2 separate regions of the Macaca mulatta genome follow, and region 2 is linked to region 1. Evidence: chromatin contacts called from public Hi-C data. All regions are on one chromosome and are shown on one strand. The core of a region is the stretch at or near the end of the contact, and the rest is flanking DNA. Distances in the headings are between cores, read along the strand shown. Region 1 holds the start of EID1 (EP300 interacting inhibitor of differentiation 1). Region 2 holds the start of FGF7 (fibroblast growth factor 7).

The links. A called contact is a pair of places that touch in the nucleus more often than the background predicts.
Region 2: a contact with region 1 is called in a Hi-C map of cortical neurons, with 6 times the contacts expected there. The contact joins the promoter of FGF7 here to the promoter of EID1 in region 1. A contact is called at or near these places in 3 of 14 Hi-C or Micro-C datasets (cortical neurons, fetal cortex germinal zone and fetal cortical plate).

Annotation. Positions count from the first base shown.
Region 1 is chr7:26,203,718-26,210,772 of T2T-MMU8v2.0, reverse strand. It overlaps EID1 (EP300 interacting inhibitor of differentiation 1), which reads right to left and starts at 4,217. Exons shown (of 1, transcript NM_001265838.2): 1 at 2,497-4,217. The coding sequence starts at 4,150. The coding sequence ends at 3,584. All of the region lies in intron 4 of SHC4 (SHC adaptor protein 4), which reads left to right.
Region 2 is chr7:26,762,351-26,769,405 of T2T-MMU8v2.0, reverse strand. FGF7 (fibroblast growth factor 7) reads right to left here and starts at 3,077. Exons shown (of 4, transcript NM_001194613.2): 1 at 2,731-3,077; 2 at 1,586-2,138. The coding sequence starts at 1,871. All of the region lies in intron 11 of FAM227B (family with sequence similarity 227 member B), which reads left to right.

The DNA.
Region 1 (7,055 bases), core at 2,968-5,467:
ATCTCAGACCTGAGGGCTGATTTTTAATAACTATTTTGAGCTTTTCTGCAGGCCTAGGGGAAATGGCTGGAAGGTGGGAGAGATGTGCCACTGTAGAGGCCTCAACTCAAGAAGCTTTATGTCTTGTGAGAAAGGCAACTAAAATGTTTAAGAAATGAACACAGCGAAGATTAGAGACCTTGTGGATACAGCACAAGAAAAGGATTAATTAAATCCTTAACGCTACCACTGGAAGTTCTAAAATAAATACAAAGAAATATTAATGCTTTCCCCATCCCCACTTAATTTCTAAGATATACTTTGGACTAAAAACAAAGGTTCAAGTTTATGGATATATTCATAGATGATAGCATTTATGGAACAGATAGTTCACATTTATCTTTGGTCACTGAGAACATCAAGAATATAACCATTCGTTCCCAGAAAATATTTTACAAACCTCCAGAGGCAGAAAATATTAAACATGTAATGCTTGCAATTTTTAAATATTACCATATTTCAAGATGGGAAAATACACTTTTGCAAGGGTAAGTTATAGGTATTTCCTTGTTTCAAAATTCAAGCGACAGACTTTATTGACATACTTTAATATAGTATTTTAGGGCCTCAAGCAAAAACATCAGAGTCTCAGTAGCTCACACTCCCACTAATTCTTTACTGATTTCTACAACTCTAACAGATACTGAATTCAGAAGGGTAATAGAGTTAAGGTAAAACAGGCAAAAACTGAGACATCCTTTAGTCTCTACAAGGAGAGGCAACTTGAGATATTTAGAGGCCAAGTAGGTAACGCAAGCTGTGTAAGCACAAGAAAAAACAATGGTGCAAGCCCAATGATAAATATCAAGTGCTACCTGGCCTCTATGTTGGGGAGATAACACTGACACTTGGCAAACAGAAGACCTTCCTTGTCTAAAGGTGAATCAGATGTTTTTGTTTGTTTGTTTGCTTTTTTGTCTGTTTGGTTTTGGGCTACATAGGTCTATAGGTCAAAGGCTCCCAGATCTTTTACTTTAAAAAAATAATAATAAAAAGGTAAGAATCTAGATTTTTAGCTGCTATCTCTGTACTGAGATGTTGGTCTCTTAAAATTATAAGCATGAACCAAACAAAATAGATCTGTGGCCTGAAGATAGCCAACATGGGATATCTGATCTAAGCGAACATTTGTAATACATATGGATAAATTTGCAAAACTCTCCCTAATCACACTGTGTACTCAAAAGCTTCTTTAAATCCCCTATCTTGCAAAATCAGTTAGAATTTCCCCAGAACTCCTTTCTCTAGTTCCCTTAAATGAAGATACACACACACACACACACACAAACACACACACACTCTCACACACATCTTCATTTAGTCCTCACAATTTGTAAGGTACATCCAATTGTCCCTATTTTCAGTTCAGGACCCGAGCCCGAGAGATTAATTTCCCAGTTACTGAGCTAACAAATAGTAGAACCCAAATTTTAACCAAGTAGTCTGGTTTGTCTGTGGTAACTGCATGTAAAGGAAATACAAATGATTTTACACCCCTAAAAGGGGTGTTAAAATGTTAATTTTCTATCCTCAATAAATACAAATAAGTATTTACAATTTTCATTGTCTCTCTGCTTACTGCCTATTTTTAAGACTGAAAAACAACCGAGCCAATTGCAGAGCCCAAGTTTTTCTCCCCAAGATGGGCCTTCAGATGTAACAGGGAGTGTTTCCCACCCCCAACTCTTGTGCCCTACTTAGTCCCAGAGAGAAACAGAATCACAACCTTCTAGTTTGTGGACGTCAGATTTTTTTTCCCCAAGAGTTTATCTTTCCTAGTAAAGATAAACATCTGGAGGTAAATACAACCAGCCAGTTTATTGTGCACTAGCATACCCCCATTCAAACTAATTTACATCACAGCAATTAATTATCTATCCACACTCATCTGACCGTAGCTACAGGCTAATTGAGATAGCAGTGGAAGTGGTAGGATTAAGAAGTCTAAGCACCAACACTTTACTTCCACCATCTCTCCCTCCCAACCCAGCTAGTGTCTGAACAATTCTGATCATCCTTGTCACAGTCCTATCTTTTACAGATCTCTCTCCCCAAAAGGCAGGATGACCATAAAATAAATAATGCTCTGAATTGTCCTGTTGCATTGGATATTTGTTCTTTACTGCTATAATGGAGCAGAAGCATCTGGAACCTTTTTACTGATCATGATAAAACCTGCTGATATACTCATTTTGCTGAACATAGCCTTCTGATGTAATCATTACTCTCCTAGAACCTCAGCATCTTAGTAAGGTAACCATGGCAACATACTCATTGATAGGGCAGGTTTTCCTAGACCAGCAAATTCTTGTAGGGCAAAAACTTAATTTACAAAGTTTAATTTCCAGAAATTAATTTGTGAATTAGATAGCTGAAGCTGGATTATTTTCCCTTAATACTGGTTAACACATACAATAAAAACTAGTATAAAGTATGTATACAATATTATTAGCCAAACAAAATACACAGAACAAGAAATTTTATTATCTCCAATGCTGGTGCATAACAAATAACAAGCTTAATTAGAGGAGGAGACAGAGGGAAACTTCAGATACCAAGGTAATTTCTGGGTAGGTTTAAAACCTTTAAAAGTTGATAGAATAACTGTTCATAAAGTCTTTTTAGATATAGGGCTTTTTACTTGACAACTTTTTATTAACAGTTCTTACAATATGAAGTTCAACTAAAGTATTTCACCTTGCAAGTTAAAACAGCAAGCAAAACAAAATTTCTCTAGTATATAACAGCGTGAGCAATGGTTTCTTTGTACATTCACACACATTTAGTGTCTAGATTTGAAAGTTTTTAATTAAAGATGTCTTAATTTTTGACTTTTAAAAATGGTTATGACAATGAATTTTCTTGATTTATATATCACAGTGGCTTTATAAATGATCAAGATACATGTACAAACAAAATTTCAGACGCTCTTGGAAACACATCTTAAGATACAGAGCACATGTGATACATCTTTGAGTTTACTCATCCTTTTGGAATAATGAAGAATACTTCATTTGTCTTACACTGAAAATTTAGCCTTTGATAACTACGGCTTGACTAGATCACAAAATAGAATTTCCCAAGTTTTCTTAAACTTTCAGTCCAAATAACTCAAAAGATATGTGTCCTAGTTGGATACATTTTTTCTCATTATATAATTAATATCAGTGGGCTCTTGTATTGGCAGTTTGTCTTGGTCATGACTTATTCTTGCAAAACCATCTTTACAGCAAACAAATATGAAAGATATTTTCCCCAATGCAAGGAAAATAATCTGGATCAATAACAAAGTCAAAGCCATAGGTGTTTTAGCACATTCTTGATAACAGATTTCAACGGTCTTAAAATCTTTTTTCCTTTTTCTTTAATGATTCTCCTTTTTCACAACTGTGCAGTCACTGTCCTATTGTCTTCTATTCTGAAAAACAAATTTTTTTGAAGGTCAAGTTTTTCAATGGCACAAAACTATTTGGAATGAACCCAAAAGATAGCGGAAAGTTGGGTCCCTCCTCAAGTAGTTTCCTCCTCTTTTAACAGCATGTAACTACTCTCTATCAATAATCTCATCACAGCCGAGTTCTTCGGTCAGACGATTGACAACCATCAGTGAAAAAAGCTCTTCGATAAAAGCTAACTGATCAAACGGGGTCTTCTCATAATGCATCTGAAACCCGCCATCCAGGGCTGCTTCTCTTGTTCTCAGAAACATCTTGTCGGCTTCTTCAAGAGCAGCTGATACTCTGTAGCCGGCACCACTAAGCTGCTCCTCTTCGGGATAGTCGTAGTCGTCCTCCCAGTCATCAAATTCCTCGCCCTCGTCCTCGCTCTCGAAGTCTGCGCCCGCCACCTGGCCTGGCTGCTCCCCAGCGTTGGGCCCGTTAGCAAGGCTCCGTTTCCCCTCTGGCGCCGCCATTGGCTGGGCCTCCTCCTCCTCCATTGGGCCTTCCTCCTCGAGCTGTGGCGGGGCCCCGTTGCGGGAGGGACGCAGGGATAGCTCCCGGCTCCCGCTGCCTACCTCCATCTGCGGTAGGTCACCCTCGCCAGGCATCACATCCATTTGCAGGTCACTGCTCTCTTCATACAGCTCGGACAACTCGGCCATTTCCGACATTATGCAAACCGCTCAACCTCTCGGAAAAAGCTTCCAGCAAGATAGATGCTGCGCGGCCGTGCGTTTGTGCGCGTGCGCAAAAGCTGCGCGCTTGCGTAACCCCGCGCGCAGGCGTGGTCCTCAGGTACCGCCTCCTGCTTGGCGCGCCACTGTGGTTGGAGTAGCTCAATGTTTTTCCCGGGATGTGGGCGTCGCTTTTTGAGCTAAGTTTCCGTCGATTCGAACTTGGTATCTAGGGACCCTGTAGGCAAGAGCGTAACAGTTTCTGTGTTACTTAACCCTACTGTTGCTTGTGATGCAGCAAACTGGAAAATAACTTTACATGGCCCTCCTAACATTAATGTGCCTCCCCTCCCTTCTTCCTCCTCCCCAGGGCAATTTATCTATGTGCTGATGACTTCTAAATCCACGTTTCCAAACCAGACAACATCCATAACCACAGATCAGCATATTAAGAACTAATCCATTCTGTCCTTTTAGTGTTGTCATTTAAAAAGTTAAATTCACAAACGACATATATATTGTCCTTTTTTTTTTTTTTTTTTTTTTTTTAGTTATAGCGAAGAAATACTTGGTCCCATTTCTTTTCTCCGGGTAGGTATTTTTCCACTATTACCAACGCAGCGTGTACTCTTTAAATTCTTTTTATTTGCATTTACATGTATCTTTATGTATTCATAGCAAAATACTATTTTGTGTGTTTTTTAAAAACATGTTTTACCTGTCTTCAACTTAAAAGCCTCTGCTTTTAAGTTGTATATACTTCTATGAATTATATGACTGTGTATACTTAAGGATTCAAGCACGTTTCATTTATTCTGCACTTTATTTCTATTATTATAACATTGTAGTTACGTAGAATTATACAACTCACCATAATGTAGAATCAGTGGGAGCCCTGAGCTTGTTTTCCTGCAACTAGACGGTCCTGCAACTAGACGGTGATGAGACACAGTGACACCCAAGGTGTGTTCCTTATGTCCAGTGGATTCTGTAATCTCATTTTGGTTGCTGTTACTGTGGAAAATCCTGCCTCACAAAGATAGGATGTTGAAAATGAAAGGAGACTTTTGAGTACTTTTGTGGCAATCTCAGGATATTCCGCCTTGACTTTAATCGAGAACGTATGGAGATCTGAAGTTGTCTCAAACATACTTTTAAGGCCACCGCCATTTGCAATATCAAGCAGTTGATCCTCTTCTAGCATGGACAAAGTGGATTCACCTGGCTTATTCACAAATGGGTCACAGATCCATTCTGTCTTTTGTGGATGGGAAGTGTGATGGTTAATACCGAGTGTCAACTTGATTGGATTGAAGGATACAATTATTTATCCTTGGTGTGTGTATGAGGGTGTTGCCAAAGGAGATTAACATTTGAGTCAGTGGACTGGGAAAGGCAGACCCACCCTTAATCTGGGTGGGCACAATCTAATCAGCTGCCGGCGTGGCTAGAATATAAGCAGGCAGAAAAACGTGAAAAGAGACTGGCCTAGCCTCCCAGCCTAAATCTTTCTCCTGTGCTGGATGCTTCCTGCCCTCGAACATCGGACTCCAGGTTCTTCAGTTTTAGAACTTGGACTGGCTCTCCTCGCTCCTTAGCCTGCAGATGGCCTATTGTGGGACCTTGTGATAGTGTGAGTCAATACTTAATGAACTCCCCTTTACATATATATGTGTATATATATGTGTGTGTATATGTATATATGTGTATATATATTCCATTAGTTCTGTCCTTCTGGAGAACCCTGACTAATACGGGAAGTAATGCTCAAAATCTCTGGAAAGCTGAGATAGGTGATCATGCACCAGCTGGGAGAAAGAAGACCCTGGCTCAGTCTCTTTCAAAATCTCTGCTAATGTTTGAAATGTCAGAAATCCCAGTGTTCATTTGTCACCCCCATGATTCCAGTTTAGCTTTGAAAGCAGCCACTTTATCTGCCAACTTGAACACAGTTGTTGTTCTTCCCTGAAGTGACGGATAGAGTTCATTGAGCAGGTTGAATACGTCACACAAGTAAGCAAGTTTTGTGACCCATTCTGTGTTACTGAAATGTGCTGCCAATGGTGACTGTTTTTCTAAAAAGAAATCTCTGCAGCAGCTCTCTTAACTCGAAAACTCTGGCCGGTGATCTACCTTTAGAAAGCCATCTCACTTCTGTGTATAAGAGAAGACATTATGTGCTCTGCGTCCATCTCCTCACAGAGCTGTGCAAACAGATGTGAGTGAAGGGCATGTATAATATGGTTGATAATTTTAATCACATACTGCAAAATGTTGTTAACTTCAGGTGACATTTTCCAACTAGCCATCATTTCTGTATGGATGACACGGTGCATAGACTCACATTCAGAAGCGACCTCTTTGACCTGATTAGTGAAACCAAAATGCCATCCAGTCATGGCAACTGCTTCACCCATGCATATACCGTTGCAAAATGACTGATTCCATTTTCCTGATATGTAATTATTCAAAGACTTGAATAGTTCTGCAGCTGTGGTGCTGGTTGGCAACAAAAGTGCATATAATGTATCCTCATTCACATCCTCCTGAAAAATATATCACACTCAAAAAAGCATTGTTGCTTTGTTGTCAGCATCAGTAGACTCATCAACCTGGATTGTGTACCACGGTGACTCATTAATCCTTTCTAACAATTGTACCTCATTATCCTCTGATATTTAATCAATTCATCTAGTTGTGGTGCTAGCCAAAAGAGGAACCCATGCCACCTTTTGAACTGCAGCCTCTCCTAAAAGTTCATGACAAATGTCCTTAGTAGCAGGCATGATCAACTCTTCACCAATAGTAAAGGGCTTCTTAGCTTTAGCAAAGTGGTTAGCCACTAAGAATGATGCTCTCAGTGCAGACACATTTGATGAAGTGGTAGCCTTCAATAATTGCT
Region 2 (7,055 bases), core at 1,828-4,327, 560 kb before region 1:
ACTATAAGAACTGGAAAGTATCTTGGAAATCATCTGTACCTATCCCACATTTTATAGATGAAAAATCGAGGGTCAGAAAAACTAAGAAATTGTCCCCACATCATTCACAGACAGGGAGTTGACCCACGTGTCATAATTTTCACCTGGGCTCTGTCCTCTCCACCAGGTTTTATCATCCATGATAAATCTGAGTAACTTTTACATTAATTAATTATAAGGCAAATTCTGTTGCTCATATAGAAGTAGATATCAAAAAAATTTTCTCCAAGTAGTCATTTCCTTAGATAAACTTCAGTATAATCAGAATGGTCTTCTAGGACTAACATGATACCTTTGTTAATCTCGGTAATAATAAATAATAATAATAAAACCATAACTGTCCAGTCATTAAAATGGCTTTAACATTCTGTATCAATTATGGTTAAAAAGAAGGTCTTGGAAACATAATTCTCTGAAATTCCCATTTATTGGTTGATTAGTTCAGAACCCTAAAAGTCATTCAGTAAACAGGCAACAAAAGTTTGAGTAATTGCTGCAAGCCTGGCTCTGTGATTTGCACATGTTTACACCAGTCTCCCCATGCATTCTTTTTCAAATTACTTTAACATAATTAATATGAAATTATATATTAATAACAATGTTGCCTGAGTGCTAGTAATGTAAACAAAATTTATTTTTACTAAATATTTTAAATCCTTAATGTATATGTTGAGGTGTGTATCTTATTCCATTACATTTAATACTATTGAAGTTTGTTATTAATCATAACCATTTAATGCAAAACACAACCCTGATATTTTAACATAAGAAGAATAACTGATTCTTGGGAAAAATATAAGACTGTAAATTGAAAAACATGGAATTACCATCTCTTCCAGCTCACTTTTTTTCCTTCACATTTATGTTTTTCTTAAGGTAGCATAGAACTTTTATGACATAAAAGATTTAGTTAAGGAAAATGTTAGGAGATATCTGTTTTTCTGCATAAGTTGATAATTAACCTAATGCAAGATCATTATGACTCAAATGAATAAGGATACCACAGATTCCCTTCTATTTTATCATTATACAAAGGAATAGATGTATTATGCAAAGGAATGCATATCTTAGCACAGATTAAATATTTTAATTTACATCATGAAAATATTGTTTCAAAGAAAATCAAATTAATAAAAATAAATTCCCTACTCTTTAAACTAGTGATAAGTAGCTTTTAGTGATAATTTATGAAATTCTAAATTAGATATCTTAATGAGTTTTGCTAGACAATATTAAGTCACATTTTGGTGTGAATAATATTATTTACATTTTGCTTAACTTCTGAGCATTTTCAGGACAAGGAGTATGTATTTTCAAATGGGCTTGGATTATCAGGTCCAACTATAATATAAGTAGATTTGTCCTGTTCCAAGAGATATTTTTAGGGGCATAGTTCAACATAGTTCAATTTAGAGAAATTAGGTGACATTTTATTTAATTTTTTTCCCAAGAAGCAAAAGGAAGCTGAGAAAACCCATCACCTGAAAATTGATCCATTAACAGATTGCTAAGGTTCATAAGCAGTACTTAAAATAAAATTACTTACTGTAATTATTCTTCATCTCTTGGGTCCCTTTTACTTTGCCTCTTTTATCAATCCTCAGATACCACTGTGTTCGACAGAAGAGTCTTCTCACTCTTATATCCCCTCCTTCCATGTAATCATAACTTCTTGTGTGTCGCTCAGGGCTGGAACAGTTCACATTTGTAGCCATTTGCTCTGGAGTCATGTCATTGCAAGCTAAAGATATAGTACCCACTAGACAGATAATGTGAAAGCATGATCTGTAGAGCAAAGTTGGCAGGATCCATGTCAGTATCCATTTGTGCATTATAGTGTAGTGCTCCGGGTGTTCATGAATAACATAATGAAAATTGAATCTTGAGTTGATTGTTACTCCTAGGTCATTGACCTCTTCCTATCTGTGAAGTGTAGATTGATTTAAGAAAGAGTAGTTGCTCTTTCCAAATTGTTAGCCTAATCCTTTTAGTTCCTGATAACAACACAGGATTCCTCTTTAAATAACTCTGTTGATAAATCCTCATAAAAACAGTTCGTAGTAAGTTCAGTTGCTGTGACGCTGTTTGCTATTTGACTTCTGTTTGCAATGAGAGATTAAGAATAGGGAGGGGAAGAGAGAGGAAGATAAAAATTGTATGTATAAATTTTGGTGGGTAAGTAGTAGTATAATATACAGTATAGGTTATTCTCTGAAGATACATTTAAAATAGCCTTCATAGAGGATGTCAAAATCTTTACCACTTTATGTGTAGATTTATAGAATTTATGCCTGAGTAGAGACAAAACAGAATATGACTGTACCATTCATTCCAATTGCTGTTTTGTGAGAACCATACTGCACTCAGAACTATTGATTTAAATTAAGTTTTTACAATTGCCACTAACAAAGTATGAGTGCTTTCTCCCTAGGCTTCTTTATTATATGCTTTTACATTTGTGGTTAATCAATTATTTTCTCCTGAACTGCCCAGGTTTTTTAAGTTAAATGTCAGGATTGCTCTGGAGAACTTCAACCTTATCTTTATGTTCTACAGCATAATTACTATAGATAGTTACATGACTCAAAAATCTTGTAACTTTACTTTCCTGCTCAGTACTAAAATCAGAGAAAGATAAACTTTTAGAAAACATTCAGCATTGTTTTTAAAGACAAAATAACAGTCACTTACTTGTTTTGTTGATAACAGCTGGATGTATAAGAATTCCATGTCTGTTGTCTGCCTTGTGCAACTTGAGCCTTTCTACTGTAGCTACAAACTATTTCTCAGCTGAAAAATTCTCCAGCAGAATCATAATTGTTTCCATAAATCAACGGGCAGGAGGATTTTCTCTCTGTGTGTGAGCGCGTGTGTGCTTGTGTGTGTGTGTGTGAGCCTTTTATTCAGGGCTTTTCGATAAATACCTTTGCTGACCTCATTGGAAGCAATTAAAACTTAGCCAGTGAGCTGTTAGTTGAATACAACAGCGAGAATAAAAGGAGGCTTGTATAGTATTCAATGGTCATGAGAGGGAGCTATGAACATGTTTTATGCTTAAATCTACAAGTGGGTACCTACGTTGTAGAAACAGATCTCTGGTTCTGAAGCAGTTAGAAGGGGAAAGGGAATTTTTTAAATCTTCTTTGCAATATAGAAGTTGTATTATACTTGGAAAATTATTCATTTGAATATATATATAGGGTTTTTTAATACTTAGAAAATCTTTTCCATAGCTTTATGATACATGCATTTCTTCAATTACTTCTTTGTGCTCAGAATGTTAGAACAATGTATTAACTAACATATGAGTGCCTTAAAGCACTGTGTAGATAAGTTGAGTATTATCACATCATACAGAGACAATTAATTGAATATGAATATAAGTACAATTTTTATGTATTGTATTCCTAGGCTGAAAGTGAGAAGATCTAGATTCTTATTTGAGTTGGACCACTAATAACCGATATGACTTTGGGCAAGTTACCTGCTGTTCCAGAGTCTCAGCTGCTACATTTGTAAAATTGGTATATTGGTCTAATGACTCTCTGGTGCTTTACAATTCCATGATCTATGACTTATCTTCACTATTAATATAAGGAACAGGGCACCTACTTTTAAAAGCTGTTATTCTTAAAAATTAAAAAGGAGGAAATTGTTTCGCATTGATTATCAGTGTTTGAATTTTGCCTCAGTAAGAATATTGTAATAATAAATGTTAATTTAGAGATGGAATTATAAGATGTATTGCTAAGGTAAATAAGAGTAAGCTATTTTCCTTTCCAGCATGAGTTCTCTCCTTTACTTCCTGTTCTGGTATACATGAAGTAGTGCTCAAGTGTTGTATTAGATTCTTGGTGTAGAATAATTATGTTGTCTATCTAAATCAGTGTTAAGAAATATATTAAAATTATCTTTTTCATGTTATATACACCTCAAAACACACACACACACACATTCTTCTCTACTTGAAATGCACTACTTTACCACCAGGTGGTGCATGTAGACCAAATAGGAAAAGGAAATTAAATCTACTCAACTGGATTATAGTTTATGTGATTTCTCTTTGTATCTCTCCCTTTAGGGAACAGAATCAAAAGCACAGAATAGTTCAGATGTACCCAGTTACTCTTTATATGCCAAATGTCGAATGTTCCACATTTATTAAAGCAGAGGAGGACAGACTCTTTAATAATTGCATCTGTTGAAAGCTAGAAAGCTGAAAACATCCCATCATGTATTCTCTAAAAGGAGGAAGAGAAGGAGGAAAGAAAATATAATGTTACTGTGTTCTGAATCACACTCCACTAGTTTCGGAGGTAGCAATAATGAGCAGGCTCAGAATTCCTGGGACTTAGATATTGCTTCTAAAGAAATAAAAGTCATCATTAGTAAGTTTACAGTGTAAAGATACTCAAGAGCTACTAAATCCATTTGTTCCATACTGATCCCATGGATTTTAAACCAAGAAATCAGTAAGTTAGAAGTCAACATTTGCTAACTAAATGCTAAATACTTAAAAGAAATGGATAGTTTGTTAGCAAAGAGTGCTTAGTTCCTCCTAAATATCTGCTATATAGGATTGACTGTAAAATGGGAAACAAAAGGATAAAATTGTGATCTATGCACTTAAAGTGCATTAGATGCTGTTACACTCTGTAATTTGGAAATATGATCCCAGTAATATTAATGAACAGATTAATCTCAACAAGGGAACTATATCAGTGGTTTAAATTCTTTGATTATCATTTTTCTTATTGGAGAATTATTAATTCAGGATGGGCCCACAATTCATTAGGACCACAGCTATAATGGAGAACCGAACTTAGATTTCACTGTGTCCTTATTGTGCTTATGCTTCTAAAGGAATTCTCCAGGAACTAAGAATAACTTTGGGTAACTATAGATGGGGTAACCCTCTGGATATTTTAAGTTATACATTGGCAACCATTTGCTGCTCTTGTTTTAATAGACCTATAGTGATAGACTAAGCACAGAAATATTTTGAACCATTGTCTTTCTTTTGTTATTTGTAGATTGAATTTTCTTTTTTAACACACCATTGCTGACTTGAAATAATTAACTGGCCCAGCACGGTGGCTCATGCCTGTAATCCCAGCATTTTGGGAGGCCAAGGCAGGAGGATCACTTGAGGTCAGGAGTTTGAGACCAGCCTGACCAACATTGCAAAACCCCATCTCTACTAAAAATACAAAAATTAGTTGCACGCCTGTAATCCCAGCTCCTCTGGGGGCTGAGGTGGGAGAATCACTTCAGTCTGGGAGGCAGAGGTTGCAGTGAGCTGAGATCACACTGCTGCACTCCAGCCTGGGCAACAGACTTCATCTCAATAAATAATAATAATAATAATTAACTTCATTTTAAATTGGAAATACCTACATCTCATGAGTTTTAAATTTTTAAAACAAAAGATTATTGCATCTGTTCCTAAATATTGGCTTTTTAAAATGTGCTTTGGAGTAAAGGCTAACACTGGTAATCCTTCAAAAGGAAACAGTGCCTAATACTTGGATAGTTGATTTGGGGATAGAATGTATTAAACCAATAGAGAGAATCTATTTCAAAAAGTATCGCGAAAGCAGGCAGTTGTTAAAGTAATAATTAGCCACCTAACTTTTCTTAAGCAACCTCCATTATATTCTTTATCCATGTAAAAGTAAATGAAAGAAAATAACTTTTGTTTTCATGAATTTTATGTTTTGATAGTTAATTTTAAAACTTTGCCTCATTCATAATCATGTATAATATAATCAGTAGAAGGGAACATAATTAAATATTTTCATTACTTTGCATTCTTACATCTTATTTTGTTCCATATCCTCTCAGTTTTCTTTCTTCCCCAAAATATAGATAATTCTTTTTATTAGTTTCTTGTGTATCTTTTCAGAGTTTCCTTATGCTTATACAGGCAAACTGGATACATATGTTTGTGTGGACATACATATGATTTTTACTTGTTTACTTTTTTACTTTTCCCCTTTTTATACAAAAGGTAGCACACCATATGCATTTTTCTGTATGTTGCTTTTTTTTTTACTTAATAAAAATAGAAAAATCTTCCTATCTCATTATTTAGGAAGCTTCTCACATTTTTGTTGTTGTTGTTATAGCTACAGGGTATTCTGCTGAATGGGTATACCACAATGTATTTGAGCAGCCTCCTATCGAGGAACATTTAATTTTTTCCAGTAGTTTTCTATTACCAAAAAAATGCTGTAATGAATAAAGACATAAAATATATCATTTTATACTATGAAAATAAATCTATAGGATCAATTTCCAGAAGTAGACTGCCTGGGACAAAAGGTATTAAAAACAAGTTATTGCCAACTTATCCTCCACACAGGTTGTACTAGTTTTATAATCCCACCAGCAGTACATAAGAGTGCCTGTTTATTTCAAAAAATTTATTGTCAAAACATTTGGAGTTTTGTTAATTTGACAAGTGAAAATGCCATTAAATTGTAGTTATCCTTTGCATTTCTCTTCTTATGAGACAAGGTAACCATCATGGACAAGTGCTACAAAGAAAAGATACATAGTGCCATGAGTATCTATAATAAGTGGCAATATGTAAGCGTTCCCTGAAAAAAATTCCACTAATGCTGCAACTTTGCAGCATGAATGGGAGTTAACCAGGTGAAGAGGCACTGTACAAAAAAAAAAAAAAAAAAAAAAAAACTGTCCTTTTGACAGTGAAACACAGGTTTAGTCCTAGTAGAGAGAATGAGAAGGGACTGTGGTGCATGAAGAGGTTGGAGAGGCAGACAGGATCTCCATGTGCTTTATTAAGACATATGATCTGTATTCCAAGAGCAATAGGAAGCCATTATAGTATGGTAAGCAGAAGAGTGACATGATCAGAATTGTACTCTGCCTCTGTTGTGGTCAAAACTTAATTCCAGTTTTGTTGTGGTCAAAACTTAATTGGCAGAATGGGCTTATGAAATATTAAGTTGTGTTCATTTATCCCATTTTTTCTGTTCTTCATATGTTCA